Linked DNA regions of Macaca mulatta: region 1 is linked to region 2. Evidence: chromatin contacts called from public Hi-C data. All regions are on one chromosome and are shown on one strand. The core of a region is the stretch at or near the end of the contact, and the rest is flanking DNA. Distances in the headings are between cores, read along the strand shown. Region 1 overlaps SLC6A6 (solute carrier family 6 member 6). Region 2 has its middle 83 kb from the start of LSM3.

Region 1 (6,310 bases), core at 3,295-5,794, 190 kb after region 2:
AGACACTGAGACAGTATTTATCTTTGGAGAGTATCTGGTTCTGCAGCCACCTTCCCAAGCTTCTGCATGATCCAGATGGATTTGCTCTGTCCAAAGAGCCCTGGCTGCCAGCTTGGTACTCATCTCCCACTCCGGCTCTCACACCTCTCCTACCTCTGCACCCCCAGCCCCAGATTCCAGGAGAGCTTTGTGAGACCACCTGAACATTCACAAATAACTTGCCCTCTTTCTAGAACCCTGGGGAAGATTGAGGGCCATGGAGCAAGAGCCTGGAAAGCAGGCTTAGGCAAGACCAACGCTGCCTCCTGTGACCTGCCTTCACAGCACAGGCCGAGGCCAGAGAGCTACACCGGGGACAGCTCAGTTCCAGCCCTGAGCCAGGTGCCATGGGCAGGAAATACCCAGCCTCCTGCCTTCAAGAGCCTTCTCTTTTCTTGGCATGCAATGGTGGAAAGGCAGGAGAACCAGTGGGGAATAGGTGACTCCCGTGAGCATAGTACTAGGAACTTGCCCCTGTCATTTCGTTCAGACTCTGCAGAGGCTTTCTAAGTAGGGGAAATGTCTAGGCATCGTCCAAAACTCTTCTTCCTCCCTTAAATCCCACATCCAATTCACACATCCTCTTGGCTCCCCCTTCAGTGTATACCTAGAATCCGAGCACTGTCCCAATGCACGGTCACCCCATGGGACCCCCATCACTCTCCTGGACACCAGCACTGGCCTCTTGGATCTCTCTGTGCCTTATCCTTGCACCTCCATAACCAATTCTGAATCCAACCTGTTATTTTGCAGCTCAGAACCCTCTCGTGGCTTTTCCCATGCTATGATCTCACCCTGACAGAAAGGACTGAGACTATTTCAACACAGCAAGTGCCCACTGGGTGCTGAATCTCCTCGTTAGTTCCATGTCTGCATTCACCTGTGTGGAGCAGCAAATCACTACCTCTCTCTGGCTCACTTCCCCGTCTGCAGATGGAGGAGCATGTGAGCTGGGATTTGAAGGATGAGTAGAAGCTCACTAGGCAGAAAAGGAGAGTGACAAGACAGTTTAGGTAGGAGGAACAGCCCATGCAGAGTCAGCGTGCTGAAAGCACATGAGTGTTTGGGATGGTTCGGCTAGAGCATAGGATGCATGGGTGAGGGACAGGTAGGGCCAGGGAGAAGGGTCAAAGCCTTGGATGTTAGGCGGGTACATTTGAACTTCGTTCTCTTGGAGGAGAAACTGTGGAAGGTATATGAGAAGGGAGGTGGTGTGACTGAACTGAATGTGATTTTTGTGATTCCTTAGGGAACACACTGGTGGGAAAGAGAGGCTGGATGTATATGGGGCCTCAGAGGCCTCAGCCTTCAGCAGGTCTGGGTTCCCTTTGGGGTGAAACCTATCTGAATCCCCCTGAAGATAGCCACCAACCCTGCAGCGTCTGGCTCTGAGGTTTCTCTCGAGTGAATCTTGTTGGAGTTTTTTGCGTGTTGCTGTCTGGGAGCCAGTTGGGCGACAGAGCAGTGAGGACACCCTCGAAGGTTGGTCTTGGTGGCCCTCAAGCTAAAGCCCAGCCCCAGCCATTGCTTCCTTTCACTTCTCTTACATGCGTCAGATGCATAGGTCCCTGGCCCGTCCTTTCCTTCAGCAGGTGCTGCTGGCAGGTGCTCAGGAGTCTCTGGAAGTCAGGGGTACGAGGCACCGGGGGAGCGGAGCCATCTCCTGGCTTCTGGGCAGGGAAGGTCCCTATTGACCCTCCCTCCCAGCCCCTCCTCCCTCTGTTTTCACAGAGGAGAAAGCAGAGCAGCAATGGGTGACATTCTCCTTTCCTTGTCAGGGGAGACACAGCCCAACTCTGGCTCCCACACATCCCAGCTGCACGACCTTAAGGCAGTGACCTCACCTCTCCACGCCCTCTTCTCTTCTCTGTCAACAGAAGTAGCGTGGTCCCAATGACTCACAGCCTGGCTTGAGCGTTATGGAGCTAAGACCAGGGATGCGCTTTGCGGGGGGCCATGGGACACTGACGATGCAAGATGGGCAGTGCCCTGCCCGAGGTCACACGCACAGCTAGAAGGAGCAAAGCTTCCAGCCCTGGCATTCAGCACTGCATCCTGCCTCCAGCTAACCTTTTTTCTGTGTCCCCACCAGCCACCAGCCCAGAGCCCAGGCCAGGCCTGGGAGCCCAAGTCCACGGTCACAGGTCACATTGTGCCACGTGTGTGTCTCCCCACTCCCAGGTTACTTGTGGGGTCTTCTCTCAGCCTGGACCCCTATGCCCACCCTGTGTGCAGTGCTAAGTCATCATTCTCAGCAGGAGCCAGTGAGCTGCACTTTTCCAGATCCTCATGAGAAGCCCCCGGGGCCCCAGAGACAGTCATTTCACGCTGGCTTTATAATTGAGCGCCGAGTTGCTCTGGGATGGGGAAGCAGAGCTTTTGTCCCCCTGCTGCTCCTTGCTGTCTGGGGTCACCTCTGTCCCAAGGTTGCCCTGGAGGACGGGCAGGGCCAGACCTGGCCAGATGCCCTCCATCAGGCTGGAGCCGTGCCTTCCTCCTAGGCTCCTCCAGAGCCCCCTGGGAGCTCGGCACGTATCATTAGACTTTATTAGAATCAAAGAAATGAGTCATATTTGCAAACAAGGCCTGCTCAGCCAATCTTCCCCTGCAGCTGTCGGAAGGAGGAGGCGGTGGAGAAAGGCTACACGGCCCCATGCTCTGGGCGGACGGGCCCTTTTATAATTGTTGCCTCTGCCAGTCTCCAGGGGAGAACCATGGCCAATAAATGGCTGGCCTGCAGTCAAAAGGAAACGATTTGGCCCGCTAGGAGGACGTATTTACATCTCTGAGTGCCGGCTGGACGGCAGCAGGGCGGCCGACTCAAAACAGACGTCCAGGCAATTCTTTTTTGGATCCCACCCTGGAGTGAATCATTACTATTCTTGGACAAGAATGCAGCTTACCTCGGAGTCTCCTCCCTCTGCATGAGAGCATGAGGAAGCTGGGGATGCTGGGGCCCTTGCCAAGACCAGCACCAGGCCCAGCACATGAGGTGACTGGTCCCCAGGGTGGCATCAGAAAAAAGGAACTAGATCCAGGGTTGATTTCTATCTGAGTGATTTCAGGTGCATTCCTGAACCTGTCTGAGCCTCAGTTTCCCCATCAATCAAATGGGTATAATTAATTTATTCAACTAATGTCTGCTGAGCACCTATTACATGCCAAGCACTGTTCAGTGATCAAGACAGACATAGACCCTGCCTTCTTGGGACTGACATTTTAATGGGACAGACAGACATGAAATAGCACATATAAAATTATAGTATAAAAGCAATAAGTGATCAGAAACAGGCCCTGGGCAGGGGAAGAAGAGTGACCAGGGATATTTTTTACAGAGGGTGGCCAGGAACAGCTGCCCTGGGGATGTTGCCTTTGAACAGAGACCTAAAGGAAAGGGATGAGGGAGCTTTGGAACAAGTGACCGAGGGAAGCAGTTAGGTCCAAGGCCTTAAGGCAGGATCACGTTCGACCTGTTCAGGGAATGTCCCAGACAGCAGCTAGGGTGGCTGAAGGAGGAGGAAGTGATGGTGCAGTCTGGGGGATGAGGGTAGGGCTTGAGTGCCCGCACCCCCAGCCTGCCCAGAACACTTCCCCTTTACACCCGTTGACCTGTGTGATTACTAATTGGCACCCACTCATTCTTAAAAGTGTCTGAGTCTGAATGGCAAGGTCAGGCGAGCTGTGTTGGCTACGGAGTGGGAGCCTCGGGAGGATGTGGAGCAGAGGAGGGATGTGGCCTGCCATAGGTATTAATAGATTCCCTCTGACTTGTGGGGGCAGGAGTGGAGGGAGGATGAAGAGGCTGCTGGAAATCATCCTGGGGGTATCAGGGGCCTGGACAAGGGCAGAGACAGTGTGCTGGGAGAGCTGTGTTAACACTGTGGGGAGCCTGTGCAGCTTCCTCCTGGGGTGCTTAGGAGGCACAGGTGAGTGGCAGTGCACCATGGCGTTCCCCCGGCATGGCACCCCACAGTTTATTGAGCACGCCCTCACCACTGGGTAGGGATTGGCTGGATCCTGATCGACTGCTTTCTGGCTGGGAAGACTCTGGAAGTCAGACATGGAAGGGACTGTGGAGGGACCCGCCCGAGATTCAGCCGGCATGGCTGCCCGAGATATCTTTGGAAAGAATGTCAGTTGCTCTGGCCCTGAGCCTGTGTCAGGCTGTGTTGTGACAAATCCTGATTGATGAGATACATTGGTTTCAGTCCTGGGACGTTCACATGGCCCGTTATAAAGCTTTTCAAGAATTTAAAATAACTTTTATAAAGGTGATATGTGCACATTAAAAACATTGAAGTAGTGCAAAAATACATTGCAAAGTGCATCCCCCTCCCCCACACAGGCAGCAACTGCCACCAGCTTCTTGTGTGTCCTGCCAAAAATAGTATGTGTGTATTCAAGTACAAATGTGTCTCTGGCTCCCTCCCTCTTTACACAGCAGGGAGCATGTCTCGTGCGCTGTTCTTCACCTTGCTTCTCTTCCTGCATTTTGTCTCCAGGACCTAGCTCCTTAGTAGGACACAGAACTTTCCCATTGTTTTACACCGAGCATTGTGTTCCAGTGTGTGCCTGCTTCACAGTTTACAAGCTCCTCTTAATGGACATTTGAGTCGTTTCCAACTTTTCACTCTACAGACAGCACTGCTTGGGGTGGGTACTGTGTCTCTGGCCACCCATGCAGGTGTAACTATAGGAGATAATCCTGGGAATGGAATTGCCTGGTCAAAGCAAACATCCCTGGATGCCACCATGAGATCCTACAAAGGGACTACCACCAGCAATGGAGAAGCAGGCGGAGGACTCATTTTCTTTGTTGTAGACTGCATAGCTGGTCAGCTGCCCCGAACAAGCCAGTGTGGCAGCCTCCCATCGGTATCGGGCACCACTGGTTTGCCCAGCATGGTGGTGGGAGGAAGGCAGATGCTGTTGGGTCAGCTGGCCACAGGCTGGGTATGGTCACAGTCAGGGCTCCAGGGTGTTAAGCTTCTCAGCCAGCTCGTCCTAAAGAATCAAACGAAAGGCTATCTTGTGGCTGGACATCTCATCAGCATATAAAGCCCTTGTCCTTGGGATGTTCAGGGTCTGGTGGGCAAGACAGACATTTCCCCAGCGTGGGACAGGACAGCGGAAGCCAGACGGGGGCTCTGCAGTGAGTCTTCCAGAACCTCAGGGAGGCTTCCTTTGAGACCAAGGCGAGTGCACCTGGAGGGCCTGGGAGACGGTGGAAAGGTGCTCTTCCTCCTCTCCTGGTGCTGCCCATTCACAAGGAAGTCTTGGGCCACTGCCCAGCCTGCCCTGGCTTTCATTGAAGGTGCTGAGCCCTGCAGAATGAGGAAAGGCTTTTTGTTTTAAAGCCATGGCAGGCGCCAGATCCACATGCTTGGCAGGGCCCCAGCTGGGATGCAGTTGGCTGCCAGCCTGCCCTATAGAGATGCCCCCTGCCCCAAGGTGCCAGGTGATCCCAGCATATAGCAGAGGACTGAAGAGATTGTTTTTAAAATTTAGGCTCTGTTTTCTCTTAAAATCACATCAACAGTGTAGTGGAGTAGAGAGAGCACTGGTTTTGGAGTCAGACAGGAGTGGGCTTGGGGTGGCAGCTCTGTGTCACCTGCTGGCTCTGTGACCATGGGCAAGTGGACCCTCCAAGCCTTGATTTTCCCCATCTGTAAAATGGGGTGAATGGCCTCTACTCCTTGGATCAGATGAGATAAACTGAAAAGGCCTTGGAAAGCAGTTGGTTGCTGGTGGCTTTTATTTAGTCTATCAGCATTATCAGGATGACATTATCAGGTGCCGGGGGAGCCCACTGATGTCACTGTGACCAGCAAGAAAAAGGCAAAGAAAAGCTGTCCCTTCTTTTGGCTGTTAGTGGGAGTATTTCATGGATTGGTCCTACAGTGACATGTGAACTTGCTGTCCTCCCAGTTGAGTCCGTTCATTCACTTCTTCACTCAACACGTCTTTATTGAGCTCCTCCAATGGGCCAGGTGCTGTTCTAGGTGCTGGGAACACAGCAGTGGACTAAAGAAAGGCCTTGCTTGAATGCCAGTTGAGAAGGGAATATTGGATTTATTCAAAGTCCTTATGTTGAAGCTTCTCTAGAAAAAAAAAACAAATGATAAAGGGTCTAACCCAGTGTGTGTTCTGAGAACCAGAGCCCTGACTGTGGGGGTAATCCCACGGACTGGCTAAAAGCTTGGGATGTTCCAGAATGCTTTCCCAAGAGCATCCTGGGCGGGAGCTGTTAGTCCCATTTTACAAAAGGGGA
Region 2 (6,689 bases), core at 1,968-4,467:
TGTTGCTAGCACATACAAACTAAACTAATTTTTGTATGTTGATTCTATCCAGCAACCTTGCTAAACTTACTCATTAATACTAATAGGTTATTATTGGATTTTGGATTTTTTCCTCATACAATATTATCATCTTAAATAATGAGTTTATATGCTTTATTTTAATCTTTATTATTTTTATTTTTATTTCTGCCTCATTGAAACAACTGGGCTCTACTGTACAATGCTGAGTAGAAATGATAGTGGCGGACATCCATTTCTTGTTCCTATCCTTAGGAGAAAAGCATTCAGTATTTTACCATTAATGATGATGTTAGTTGTGTGTGTGTGAGCGCGCGCACACACAGGTGTCTTAATGGAAACTCTTTATCAGATTAAGAAAGTTCTCCTCTGTGCCTCTTTTGCTGAGAGTTAAAAAAAAAAACATGATTAAGTGTTGAATTTTAACTAATCTCTGCCCATATGTATTGATTTTCATTAGCATCTTCAGCTGCAGCTCTCGAAAGCTGGAAAGTGGTATGTGGCTAGTGTCAGGCCAGAGGTTTCAGAGGGAGTCCTGCCCTTGTGGAGACCGGATGAGATGGTTACAGGAGGGTCAGAGTGGGAGATAGCCCCAAAGGCACAAGTCAGCCCCAAAGACACAAGTCAGTGACACTGACATGATCATGCACCTCGGTTCTTGTGAAGTCCTCTTCTACTCACTCCTAGCAAGGACTTGGGATTTGTTTTCTAAATGGAAACTAGTGCCATGCATATAACCCTGTGGCAGGCACTGTGCTGGGCATGATGGGAGGGCACAGGACATAGGTACTGCCCCTTCAGGACCCTGGGGATGTCTCCACGTATCACACCATTCTGTAGTTCCTAGGAGGGCCCCAACTCTGGGCTAGAGCTACAGGCCTGTGTCCCTTTCCTCCACCAGCCCTGCAGGACTCCCTCCCCGCCCCTGCCAGAGACCAGGGCCCTCAGGAGCAGTCAGACCGACCACAAACAAACAGGGAAAGAGTAGTGGAAAATGCCCCGAATGGTTCCCCACCCTCACCCATTTCTCCCCCTGGCCAGTTGTCTTGTGGATTCTTGGCCTTCCCAGTGCGGTCTGGGAAGACTTAGATGGTTTCCTTCCAGAACCCCAATAAGCCAAGAACAGGAGCTGCTCCAGGCCATTTCTGTCCCTGGGTCTCCTTTCAAAGGATTTCTGGGTCAATGAAGGGAGAATGTGGCTTGTGGGCAGTCAAGAGAGAGGGCCTATCGTTGTTTCAGATTTCTGGCTTGGCTCAGAGATTCAGACTCTCCAATTCCCACACTAGATGCTTCAGTCCACTGGGAAAAAGGCCTTGCCTCCAAAGAATGGCCATGACATTTGTTGTTTCTGCTGTGTCTGCTCAGCCTCCCTCACTGTCTTCCACAGCAAGCCTCTGTTCCAGCCAGCTTAGTGTGGAACTTAGGAATCTTTGGGTTTTAAATGATAGACACTCATGATAAACTAGCCCAACCCTTAAAGCAGGGATTTATTGGTTCACAGATCTAAAAAGCATAAGAGAAAATGGCCTTAGGTTGGGCTGGATCCAGGTGCTCAAACATTGTCACCAGGAATGTGATTGTCTCCACCTGTGACTCTGTTTTCTCCTGTATGGGTTTTATTGTCTTCCTTTGTGGCGGCAAAGATTGGGCCTGCATCCTTCCAGCTTGACAGCTCTGTTGGAAAGACAACACTTTTTTCAACAGGTGAAGCAACAATCTCAGGAAAGGTTCTCATTGGCCCAGCTGAATTCACACACCCATAATGAGAATCAACCTCACTGGAAACACATGATCTGAGGATGTGGGAAATGTGCACCCTCAGAGGAAAAAAAATGGGTGTTACAACCAGAATTAAGGGTGTTAAACAAGCAAAATCAGCAGGTGCCCCGTCTTCTAGCTGACCTGCCACCTCTATACCTTCATTCCAGTTTCCCTGTCTAGAATTCTGTTTGCTTTCCTGGGCTCAATGCTTCCTGTTCTTCAAGCTCCACCTCCCTTAGGAAGCCTTCCCTGGCCTTTGAGCCTCCCCCTACTCTGAACTCACCGTGTGCCAATGGTCTATCTGATTGTTTCGATCATATCAAAATAATACTTGTTTCCCAAACAGATCAGAAGATACAAAGACGAAATCCCGTATCACCCACAGAGTCTGCTCTGAGGAAGGGACATTGTTCCCAGGTTTGAGTAGAGATTGGCAGGGGAGGGGCATGGCCAGGAAAGTCTCAGGGCCAGGAACCAGCACGGGGTGGGAAGACCAGGATGGGAAAGAACTCAAAAGCTTTGAGGAGCTGAAGGGGCCCAGTGAGCAGGAGCAGAGCGAGAAGGGGTCAAGGGTATGGAACAAGGTTGGCTTGAGGGGGCTTTTATTCTAGTGAGGCAGGAAACCACAGGAGGAGTTTAAGCAGGGAAGCAGCATGATCCAGTTGGCGCTGGGGCTGTTCTCTGGGCTGTGGGCTGGAAAATGCAGAAGGGCAAGGTTGGAGGCCCCTGCAGTCACCCAGGCCAGACACATGCTGGTTCGGCCGGAGGTGGTAGTCGTGGAGAGGAATAGAAGTGGGTGGGCTTCAGAGACAGAACTGACTTGGCGACGCACTGGTGTAACAGTCAGGGTGGGGGACATAAGGTTGAGTGATTTATAGGTTTCTGGCTTGAGCAGCCATGTGAATGGGGTGCATTTACTGCCATGGGAAAGATGGTAAGGTGGGGACATTCTCTCTAGATGTGTGCCCGAAATTGATCTATACTTATATTTTGCATAAGTTGCATGGTGACTCTCTGATTCCTGCTCTTTTCCCCACTCAGCTGAGCATCTTTCCATGTCAGCATGGTGCTCATGGCACTCATCACAATGCCTACACACTATTCCCTAAGATGATATCCCATCATTTCTTTAACCAAGCCCCCATAGTGAACACATAAGTTGTTTCTGAATTGCCCATTTAGGACTTGATTAGATTCCATGTTACAATTTATTTTGTTTTTTATCGAATTATTTGTTTCTAAATCATTAGTCCCTTTATCTTTTCTCCAACTTTCCCAATTTCAGGACCTGCAAACGTGTCTCAATGTTTCGCCCTCGGTGCCTTACACTCTGGCCACTAGATGGCGGTGTTGCATAGGGTCCCCGCTGGCTCCAGTCCACAAGAGATTCCACTCAGCAGGACGCCCGACCTCCAGACTCCGACCTCCGCCCAGCAGGGCACGACCTTCCCTGGAGACCCGTGGGTGGACCTCACATTCTCAGAGCCCAAAGAATTCCTGCCGGAGGTGTGACCTGCGGCCCATTTGTAAACGGATGGCTTTGCTCTCTCCTGCAGAAATTGGTTGGGGGTTGAGGGACTGGCGTCGTTGGCAATGGCTTCTGAAATGCGGTATTTCAATTGCTTGTGGTGCCTGAGATGGTTTGAGGTGCCAGGAGCTACGTTACCAGAGCTTATTTGGTAGGTTTTTAGAGAAATAGAATTTGTCCTTCAAACTCACAGCTTCATGTACTATTATTATTTAGAATGAGATTAAGTCCAAAGAAAAAAACTTTAAATTAAATTTAAATGTTAAATGTAAAGAAAAATAGCAGTACAGGTAGCACATAGAGAAATCACTGGATTCCCTGCAGATTGCTGGCTTCCAGCTCAGTCTAAATGGGAAACGTTGATGGCTTAATACAATCTTAGAAGGACTGAATTTTAAAACTTAGACCCTGGAGAACTGCAGAACCTTAGAACCGCAGTATCTTTGATGGCATTTTCAAAGATAATGCCATCTTAATCATTACTTTGTCTTCTTTATCTCCATACTTAAGAAAATGATCTTGCAACTCTAAGAATCCGTGAGATCTTGGGATCGTGGTATTTTGGAAGATTAGACTTATGGAATCCTAGACTTCCAGAACTTTAGTGTGAAGAGGTCCACACTAAGGTCAGTGGAAGAGGAAATTACAGTTGGAAAAGAGAGATTGAGGTCCTGCAGAATGGTGGCCCCTGAGGCTCTCACCTTCTTCCTCCTGCCTCCTGTCTGACCCTCCACCCAGTGTGCTCAGGGCTCCCCTCTGGGCTCTGCTCCCAGCAGAGAGCACCGCCCAGGACAGCTCTCTGCACTTTAGCAACGCTCACTCCCCTGTCTCCTTCCAGGCACTCCTTCTCTATGCTAGCTAATCTGGTGGCTTAATGAATCCACACTGCCTCAGACTGATGGACAAATGAATGATTTATGTGAAGAAACGACCTCCGCCTCAAGTAATAAGTGCTTTCTACATGGTGGTGCTGATGGTGACATTTGAGGCAGGATGGCCAGCAGTGAGGACAATATCGTGGCATCTTTGGGTTTTTTTCAAATCATCATCTACTAGTGCCTCCATTTTTGCTTTTTATTTCCACCAGGGATTGCAGAGATTGGATTTGGGATTGCAGGGAGAGATATGCAGAGGAAACTTGCTTCTCCTTCTTTTCTGGTCTCAAAGTTCAGATGTCCAACTAGAGACCAAACTCATTAGCTTCTGGAGGCCTGAACATTTACAACTCCTCCCATCTTTCTTTCTTTTCTTTTGAGACAAGGCCACACTCTGTCGCCCAGGCTGGAGTGCAGTGCCTCAGTCATGGCTCACTGCAGCCCTGCCCTCCTGGGCTCAGGTGATCCTCCCACAGTTAGTGGTGGTGAATCCATACGGGTCTGCAGCAACCTCAGTTCTTGTCCCCTCAGAAGAGAGAGTCTGACCAAAGTGCATAAGGCAGAGTGAGAGACTGAGGAAAGTTTTAGAGCAGGAGTGAAAGTTTATTAAAAGGTTTTAGAGCAGGAACAAAAGGAAGTAAAATACACTCAAAAGAGGGCCAGGCAGGCGACTTGAGAGGTGCGAGTGTGTGGTCTGATCTTTCACTTGGGGCTTTATACATTGGAGTGCTTCTGGGGGTTGTGTCCCTCCTCCCCTGATTCTTGCCTTTGGGTGGCTGTCCACATGCGCAGTGGCCTGCCAGCACAGTGTGTTTACTGGGGTTGTGCACAAGCTCACTGGAGGCATTCTTCCCTTACCAGTCTAGCATTCCTAGAGGAAGGTCGTACACCAATTAAACCCCAGCATTTTGCTTCTTAATGCACATGCTTGAGCCCACTCGCCCAGCTCCTGAGATCTTATCAGGAAGCGGCTGATCGCCAGCTTCAGATGTTTCTATCTATTGGGAGACTGGCTTTCCCTGGCACTGGTTGCAACCAGTTATCATTATTTTAGAGGGAGAGTTAACAACCGCCTGACCGTCACCTCACGGTCGCCTCACATTCCTGATTGGGAGGCAGGGCCTTCTCCTGCCCTGCTCATGTCTGACTAGCTACCTACTGTAACACTACCTCAGCCGCCTCCCCTGAGAGCTGAGACTGTAGGCACACACCACCATATCCAGCTAATTTTAAAATTTTTTTGTATAGATGCTGTCTCAGTCTTGCCTAGGCTGGTCTCAAACTCCTAGGCTCAAGTGATCCTCCTGCCTTGGCCTCCCAAAGTCCTTCTCATCTGTCAGGACTACTGAGCTGTCACCTCCTCCGGAAAGCCTTCTGGGATTGTTCTTCCTATAGAGCTGAACATCTTCTGAGGGCTTCGTATCAGCACCACGCATTTGCCTGCCAGCTGTACTCTCTGAACTGTGTTCACTAATAACCACTAGGGAACGATTATTCCCCAATGCCTTTCTAATGTCTTAGAATTCGTGACCTAGGGTTTGCCAACCTGAGGGCCCACAGCAGCCGGTTCAGAAGTTGGGGACTGCAGTAAACCAGAGGATTTATCCGGTGGTCGCTCCTCATTCTGGCCAGCAAGGCCATCTGGAAATAACAGTTCAGTGTTGCCAAATCTTCTACCAGTTTTGGAACGCTGATGATATAGTTTGGATCTGCATCCCCACCCAAATCTCATGTTGAATCATATCCCTAATATTGGAGGTGATGCCTGGTGGGAGGTGATTGGATCATGGGGCGGACTTCCCCCTTTGGTGCTGTTTTTGTGGTAGAGTTCTCACGAGATCTGATTGTTTAAAAGTGTGTGGCACCTCCGCTGTCTCTTCCTCGCACTCTGGCCACGTGAAGTGCCTTGTTCCCCCTTCGCCTTCCACCATAATTAGAAGCTTCCTGAGGCCCCCCAAGAAGCAGATGCTCCTGTGCTTCCTGTACAGCCTGTGGAACCGTGAGCCAATTAAACCTATATTCTTCATAAATTACCCAGTCTCAGGTATTTCTTTATAGCAATGCAAGAATGGACTGATACAGCTGATAGTTATTTTTATATAAAAACCTCTCCTTTCAGGCAAATAAAGCACATCAACAGATTTGTCACCGGAGCCAGGACTCTGGGAGGCTCTGCTTCAGGTCCTTGTTGGTCTGCGTGCTTCTGGGTGCCTGGAGTCATGCATGACAAGGGTGGTCCTTAGCAGCCACTGCTACTCATTCACCTTCTGCCTGGTGGAGCATCTGGAACCTTACATTATTGAAGGCATGTTGCAGAAGTCAGGTGTGTCAGTTTTCAAACATGACCCCCAAATTATTTGATGTTCCTTCCATCAAGAGGCAGGGAGCAACCTAGCCCCTCCTTCCCCTGGAATCTGCAGCCTGTGGTTGCTTGATCAATGGAGTACGGCAGAGGAGCCACTGTGACAGCTTCTGGACACTGGTTCTCAGAACCCAGACGGGCCTTG

What was found. A called contact is a pair of places that touch in the nucleus more often than the background predicts.
Region 1: a Hi-C map of fibroblasts shows a contact between it and region 2, with 2.8 times the contacts expected there. The contact joins two enhancer-like sites. A contact is called at or near these places in 8 of 14 Hi-C or Micro-C datasets (CD4 T cells, blood, fetal cortex germinal zone and 4 more).

What each region holds. Positions count from the first base shown.
Region 1 is chr2:153,255,202-153,261,511 of T2T-MMU8v2.0, forward strand. The region is part of intron 5 of SLC6A6 (solute carrier family 6 member 6); the gene reads left to right. Among named protein-coding and RNA genes, the nearest start is that of SLC6A6, 52 kb to the left of the region's middle. Within about 2 kb of position 4,545, at least 14 of the 40 cell types and tissues checked have an H3K27ac peak or open chromatin away from gene starts, as enhancers often do.
Region 2 is chr2:153,061,919-153,068,607 of T2T-MMU8v2.0, forward strand. No RefSeq gene overlaps it. Among named protein-coding and RNA genes, the nearest start is that of LSM3, 83 kb to the left of the region's middle. Within about 2 kb of position 3,218, at least 3 of the 40 cell types and tissues checked have an H3K27ac peak or open chromatin away from gene starts, as enhancers often do.